Regions from separate parts of the Mus musculus genome. Here region 1 is linked to region 2. The links are chromatin contacts, called in public HiChIP or PLAC-seq maps. All regions are on one chromosome and are shown on one strand. Each heading gives the region's core, a stretch centred on a gene start, on an enhancer-like site or on the middle of the called end of the contact. The rest is flanking DNA. Distances are from core to core; before and after follow the strand shown.

Region 1 (3,003 bases), core at 158-2,657, 200 kb before region 2:
AAAGATAACTCTGGAAGAGAAACCAATGGGCCCATCCCAGAAAAAGGAAAAAAAAATCCCTCTCCAATCTGCCCATTCTCATCATCCCTCTGTTCGTGTAATACGAGCAAATAGTGGGCACCAGTCACTCTATGTTTTGAGCAAACAGTTGAATGTCACTGTACCTCAGTGGACTAGATGCACACAGGCACAGTAAGTACCTCCTGGCTAGGGTGTCTGACTGGTGGAAGTTCACGGATGAGTAGAGCCTGGTACACAGTTCTCACAGTGGCAGTGTGGTTCGCCACCCTGGGAGTGCCCCCCCCCCCAGCCATCAGCCACTGTGCTCTAGTGTATTGTTTGTGAGCACCTGTGTGTCCTAGTTTGCTGTAATAAAACACCATAATCAAGAACAACTCGGGGAGCAAAGGGTTTATTCGACTTACATTCCCATCATCAAGAAAAGCTAAGGCCGGAACTCCAGGCTCTTGCCTGGAGGCAGGAACTGAAGCAGAGATCATGGAGGAGGAGTTTTCACCAGCTGGCTATGTGTGGCTTGTTCAGATAGCTTCTTCATATAACTCAAGGCCACTTGCTCAGTGGAGGCAATGCCTACAGTACGCTGGGCTCTCCCATATCAGCCATTAATGAAGATAATGCTAACAGACATGTCTAAAAGCCAGTCGGGTACAGGGTTTTGTTTTTTTTTTTTTTCCAGTTAAAGTTCCCTATTCCTAGATGACTCTAGCTTGTGTCAAGTTTGCCAAAAACAAATTAACATACTGTGCCTAGCGAGCACATGCCCTCTGTTGGACAGCAGATCTGTGCTAGACACATTCTCCTGTCTCTGGGGCTATTGCTCCAGCAGCACTCTCCTCCCACATCGACATTACCCACCACTGCTATTTGTCCCTGGGACGGGATTGTTTCTACCACAGTATTCATATACTGGTATGTCTTCCACATAAACATGAACACACTTCGTCAAGCTCATATACCCCTACAGCTGCCATCCTGTCTCTTCGCTCCTTAAACTGGCGCATGCCTGCCCTACCTCTGAACCCTTTCATTCTGTGTCCTTAGGTTCACTCTGGTTGGACTCTTGGCGCCACTCCACCTCCTGAAGTGCACCTGTAACCTCTCCCTGTTCTCCACATCGCAGTTTTAGTGGCTCCACACACCCATCTGGTTTCCCTTCAGAATTTGATGTCTTACTGCATCTACCACCCAAGCCTGAACGCTGTCACCTCTCACCTGCATAGCTGTCACATCTCCACTTTTGCCCCCCTCTGTTCCTCTTCTCAACACAGTCCCCAGAAAAGTTCTCTTAAAACACAAATCAGCTCAAAGCCTCTGTTTAAAAGCCTGCTATGTTTGCCTTCACTGCTAAAGTAAGAAACTTTAGAAACACCACAGTGACCAAGAGGGTTCTGTGTGGCCCATCTCCTCTTCCTGTCACCACACAGACCTATGTTTTCCTTTTGCCCCCACTTCCTCCATCCTGCTTCTAAGAATTGTGTGCTTTCTCCTCTCAGAGACAAACCAGAGGCTGCCTAGCTCCCCTCAAGTCTCACCTCCAGGTCACCTTCAGAGCCATCCTTCCTGATTCCCACTTTAACTGCACACTCTACCCAATGGCTTTTCCTGCTCTATCTCACTCCAGTTGTGACATCTTGTCACTTCCTACCTCTGCCTCCATGGCAGCGCTTTAGGGGTTGCCATAACCAGGCCTGCGGGGTTGCCTAGCACTATCACCAGTCACACGAACTCCATACCAGCAGGGTGGCTGGACAGATCTGTTCACGGACTGATTCATCTGAATAGATTTCTGTGGGCTTTGTCTTACTCTGTTGGTGGAGGGGAGGAAAAAGCTGCCTCTTAGCAGCCATGTGTGTGGCTATGTCCTGGGGCCCACAGGGTGGTGAGTGGAGCTTTCCAAGATCTTACAAGTACCTGCCAGACACACAAGGGAAGGGAAATGTGTACTAAGAGCTTCTAATGCTGGGATAAAACATCATGACCAAAACGCAAGATGGGTGGAAATGGCGCATTAGGCTTATGTTTCCACACTGTAGTCCATCACTGAAGGAAGTTGGGACAAGAACTCAAACAGAGCAGGAAACTAGAGGCAGGGGCTGATGCAGAGGCCATGGAGGGGTGCTGCTTACTGACTTGTTCTCATGGATTGCTCAGCCTGCTTTCCTGTAGAACCCAGGACCATCGGTGGCAGGCGTAGCACCACCCACAGTGGGCTGGGCTCTGCCCTCGATGATCATTAGTTAAGAAAATGCCTTACAGGCTGGCCTAGAGCCTGGTCTTACTGAGGCATCTTCTCAGTTGAGATTTCCTCCTTTCAGATAGCTCTAGTTTGGGTCACGCTAAAATAAAACTAGCCAGCACGCTGCTCCAATGCCACTCAAATTTGGCTCCGTAATAAAGTTTCCTTTACTCCCTTTGAGTTGTGAGAGTTAAGGGATTTTTGTTTTGTTTTGGTCTTACATCAACAATGCCTTCTCTTCCATAGCCCCTTCCAGAGGGCCCCCAGCCCTCCAGCCCAGTCTGACTCTCAATACCATCTCCAGGCTACCCGCTAAGTCAGCAAAGGGGACACACTTGCCTCCCTGTGGTATGTGTTCTCCCTCACACTCCACACTATAAGGAACAGCCTTTCTCCTGCTGCCCACTGGGAAACGATCTCTAGCCTACCTATGCCCTTCTTAAGGATCCGTTGTGGTAGGTGGTTGTGTGACTTCTCTTCTCACAGAGATGTGAAACAAGTTCTTGGGCTGGGAGTGACAATGCAGTAGGGCTTATTGAGGCATACAGGGTAGAGGGGAAGGTCTGAAACACATAAGACTGGGAGAACAAATGATGGAGAGAAGCAGAGTAGCTTCCCAGGCAGGACATGGTGGTTATCTGCACAAACACAGCAGTACAGAAGGAGGTCGCCATGACCAGGCCTGCGAGGTTGCCTAGCACTATCACCAGTCACGTCAGAACGAGAGAAACTGTATTTCAGGGAGA
Region 2 (3,337 bases), core at 541-3,040:
TATAGCTGGTAATAAAACAGCGCATGCTCATTTAAGCTTTATCATGCAACTCAGAGTCTTAATACCAGACCTTACTTTTTTTTTTTTAATGATCTTGGAAGAGAGGCATGGCGGCTCATATTTGTAATCCTAGCACTCAGAATGCTGAGGCCAAAAGACTACTATGAGCTTAAGTCCAACCTGGTCTTCATAGTTAAGCACTGGGCCAGTCAAAGTCATAGAGTGAGACCCCCTTTCTCTTCCAAATTCCCAAATGTTAGATATGGAAGAGACGGGGTGCATGAGGAAAATATATGATAAAATTCTCAATGAACTCATAAAGAATTGTGACAATGGCAATGATGATATGATAAACAGCAGACTTCGCTCTTCAGACAACTTTCCTAAAGTCCTTTCAGGGTTCCTCAGTGTGACCCACTGCACCAACACCTCCATAGAGTGTACTAGCACATAAAATGATTAAAGTAAGCCTAGGATACAGTCAATGATTAGTAAGCAGTATCTGTAATCGTACCTCGAAGAACACCACCTGCACTTCACAAGGTATATGTCCTTCCTCCACACCATACACAGAATGCCTTCACCTATTCTGCTTGTGAAATAATAGTAAATTCACGAAACGGGTCTCTGGCATTTTAAGAGTTCTACATTTTCATTCCAATCTTATTTGTGCCATCCTAAGCTACTTCCCAGAGAGTTGGGATTCTTTCTGGATGTGTTCTTTCTGTGCCCGTGCCTTTGGGAAAAGCACACACTGGGCTGTACCATGGACGAGGCGAGATGTGCTTCATACTTCATTCCTCAGGACCCTTTTCAAAGCTGAGAGGATTTATCAAACACCCATCATTAGACAGTGGAAGGTCAAGGACTGGGGCACGGTATTTCTTACCCTTGGCATTACATTCTGGGCACATATCACAGAACCAAGGCAAATGTGCATGTGCAGTAAATGGACAGGAATGTTCTCAAGGAAGAATGAGAGATCTGCCTGACACCAGGCATTCACTGAGTCTCCATACCTGAGGGCAAGAAGGCTGGAGCCAGTTCTCTGCTTACTGGCTCCCGGATTTCTAATGGGTTCTTTAGCTGTTTAATTATGCTCAAATTTGAATCAGTTAAGTAGAAACTGGGATAGAATATCTCTTACAGCAGTCACCTTTACCCAAGAATCTAATTTTATTTAGTGACATTAGATCGCAGCCCCAAAATATTAAGTAGAAAAGTCTACAAAGTCATGTTTTAAGAGTATTTATAGTATTTTTATATTTGTTCTATCTTATTAGTAGTATCACTAATCTCTCTGTATACCTAATTTATAGGAACATACACAGAGGAACATAATGTATAGGAAGAAACATAGCACACACAGGGTCCAGTACTGCCTGTGGTAATGGGTATCCAGAAGGGTTCTGGGATCAGGTATCATGCTTGTTTTGAGATTGAGATAAAATAGCATGTGTGGATTATTTTGCATACAATAAGTGAATAAAAGAAACCATTCCTGAAGAAGTAAGTCTCAGATGCCCTTGGAGAGCACTGTTGAGGAAAGTGAGGAAGTTGTCCCTCCAGAAGATGCTGATCTGAGCCTCTGATCCCTGAGAACCATGAATCTGTTGCTAGTGAGCAGCAAGGCCCTCTTCCAGCTTTAGCGACCTCAGAGCTGATGAAGAGATGATCATTTCCTCCCAGAGTTGTTTTGTTCTCTTTCCAAGACTTAGAGCAACTGCTGGCTCAATAGGAAGCTCTCTGAAGCTGAGTCAACCTTCACTCATCCTAAGAGGTGACTCACACACCAGTGTGTGGTCCACAAATGCTATGGGGGTGGTACCTCTCCAGAGGCTGCTGATGGCCCTGTCTGAGTTGTTTGTGATCACAAACTCCTCATCAGCAGACAGGAGAACAGATGCTCTAATTAAGTTCTCATACCATCGTGTCCCGTCTGTACTCCTACAGAAGCAGAGAGGCAGCCACGGGCTTTATGGAAACATGAACTTGGGAGAAAGGGGGGGGGGGCATTTCTCCCATTCTCTGACCTTCTTTTGAAGTCTGGCTACGAGTCAGAATGAGATGTGGAAGACCTGAAAACTTGTATTAATCATGTTGTGGTAAAGAGAATATGATCATATGACAGGGAATTTTGGAAGTTGGGGCAATTTCAGGGAGGCAATCTTGTATTGCCTCAAGCTTCACATCACGATAACATTTTATGAAGGTTTAAAAATGATTAACTTATTGTTTTTCTGCTTCTGCCAATATACAAATACTTTATGGGCACTAGACCTTATTCCTCACTTTTACTAGGTTTGCCCTGTGAAGTCTGGCACAAGCCATGTAGTAAAAAAGTTGAGTCTGAATCTGAGTCTTAATTTTCTTTCAAAAAACCACAAGGATGCTCTAACCCTGGATAATGTACTCAAATCGGGGTCTGAGGCCAGAGGTGGTCTGTAGTTGTCAGCATCTTGTTATCAGTGACCTGCAGAAAGTGACCATTGGGAGCTTCCATAACAGCCGCCTTTTGCCAGAAATTTTTTTTGTATTTTTATGAGTATTAATTAGTAGTAGCATTTTTAAGATTTAATTAAAATGTCATCACAGTCTGAGAACCATTAATGCTGTCATCCCATACAGATGTGCTCCAGCCTGTAATTATTAAAGTGCATGTTGTTTTATTTTAATACCTTCCTCAGGTTTTTCTTTTATTATCATATTTCAGCCTCATTTGTGTCACATGATCTCCATTTTGTTATTCTTATTCATTTTTCAGTGCTGAGCACACAGGACCCTAGAGCCTGTGCATGTGAGCCAAGGACTCTACAAAATGCTGTGAACAGACAGACTCAGCCCTAGGATTTAGTGGACATGCTATGAGTTTCAATCAGAATCGCAGAAGCACAGTCCTGGGAAATCCCATCCTCCCACTGTGTGGCAGGTCCCTTGCTCTGCTCTGGTTCTACAGTGAGAACACTCCCAGCATGAGCCTCTCATTGAAAGCAGCTTCCCCCATCTAGTGAGGTGCTGTGGTTTGAATGAGGAGAGTCCCCACAGTCTGGTGCCACAGGACCTTTGAGAAGTGAGTCCCTGGAGGCAGTCCTTGAGGCTTTATGACATGGCCCTGCTTCCTGGTCTTTCTTTGCTTCCTGAGTGTGTGTGCAATATGACCAGCAGCCTCCTACTCCTGCCACCATGTTTTTTCTGCCTTCTGCCATGTCCTCTCCAACATCATGGGCACATCATCATGTGGAACAGGAAGCCAAAGGAAGTCCCTTTTATGTTAAATTGCTTAAGCTAGGGCACTTCATCAAATCAATAAACAATGGACCGGGTCATAGGCAGCTTG

What was found. HiChIP or PLAC-seq counts read pairs in DNA pulled down with a chosen protein or histone mark.
Region 1: a contact with region 2 is called in a BATF HiChIP or PLAC-seq map of CD8 T cells, with 8 read pairs. The contact joins two enhancer-like sites. A contact is called at or near these places in 1 of 484 Hi-C or Micro-C datasets (cerebellum) and 2 of 115 datasets of contacts at active chromatin or transcription factors (CD8 T cells and large pre-B cells).

Annotation. Positions count from the first base shown.
Region 1 is chr4:95,198,400-95,201,402 of GRCm38.p6, reverse strand. The region is part of intron 1 of Gm12708 (predicted gene 12708); the gene reads right to left. All of the region lies in intron 2 of Gm32240 (a long non-coding RNA gene), which reads left to right. Among named protein-coding and RNA genes, the nearest start is that of Gm12708, 6.6 kb to the right of the region's middle. Within about 2 kb of position 1,407, at least 33 of the 459 cell types and tissues checked have an H3K27ac peak or open chromatin away from gene starts, as enhancers often do. A contact at or near this core is called in CD8 T cells, where this site is marked.
Region 2 is chr4:95,000,039-95,003,375 of GRCm38.p6, reverse strand. The region is part of intron 2 of Gm12694 (a long non-coding RNA gene); the gene reads right to left. Among named protein-coding and RNA genes, the nearest start is that of Gm12694, 23 kb to the right of the region's middle. Within about 2 kb of position 1,790, at least 67 of the 459 cell types and tissues checked have an H3K27ac peak or open chromatin away from gene starts, as enhancers often do. A contact at or near this core is called in CD8 T cells, where this site is marked.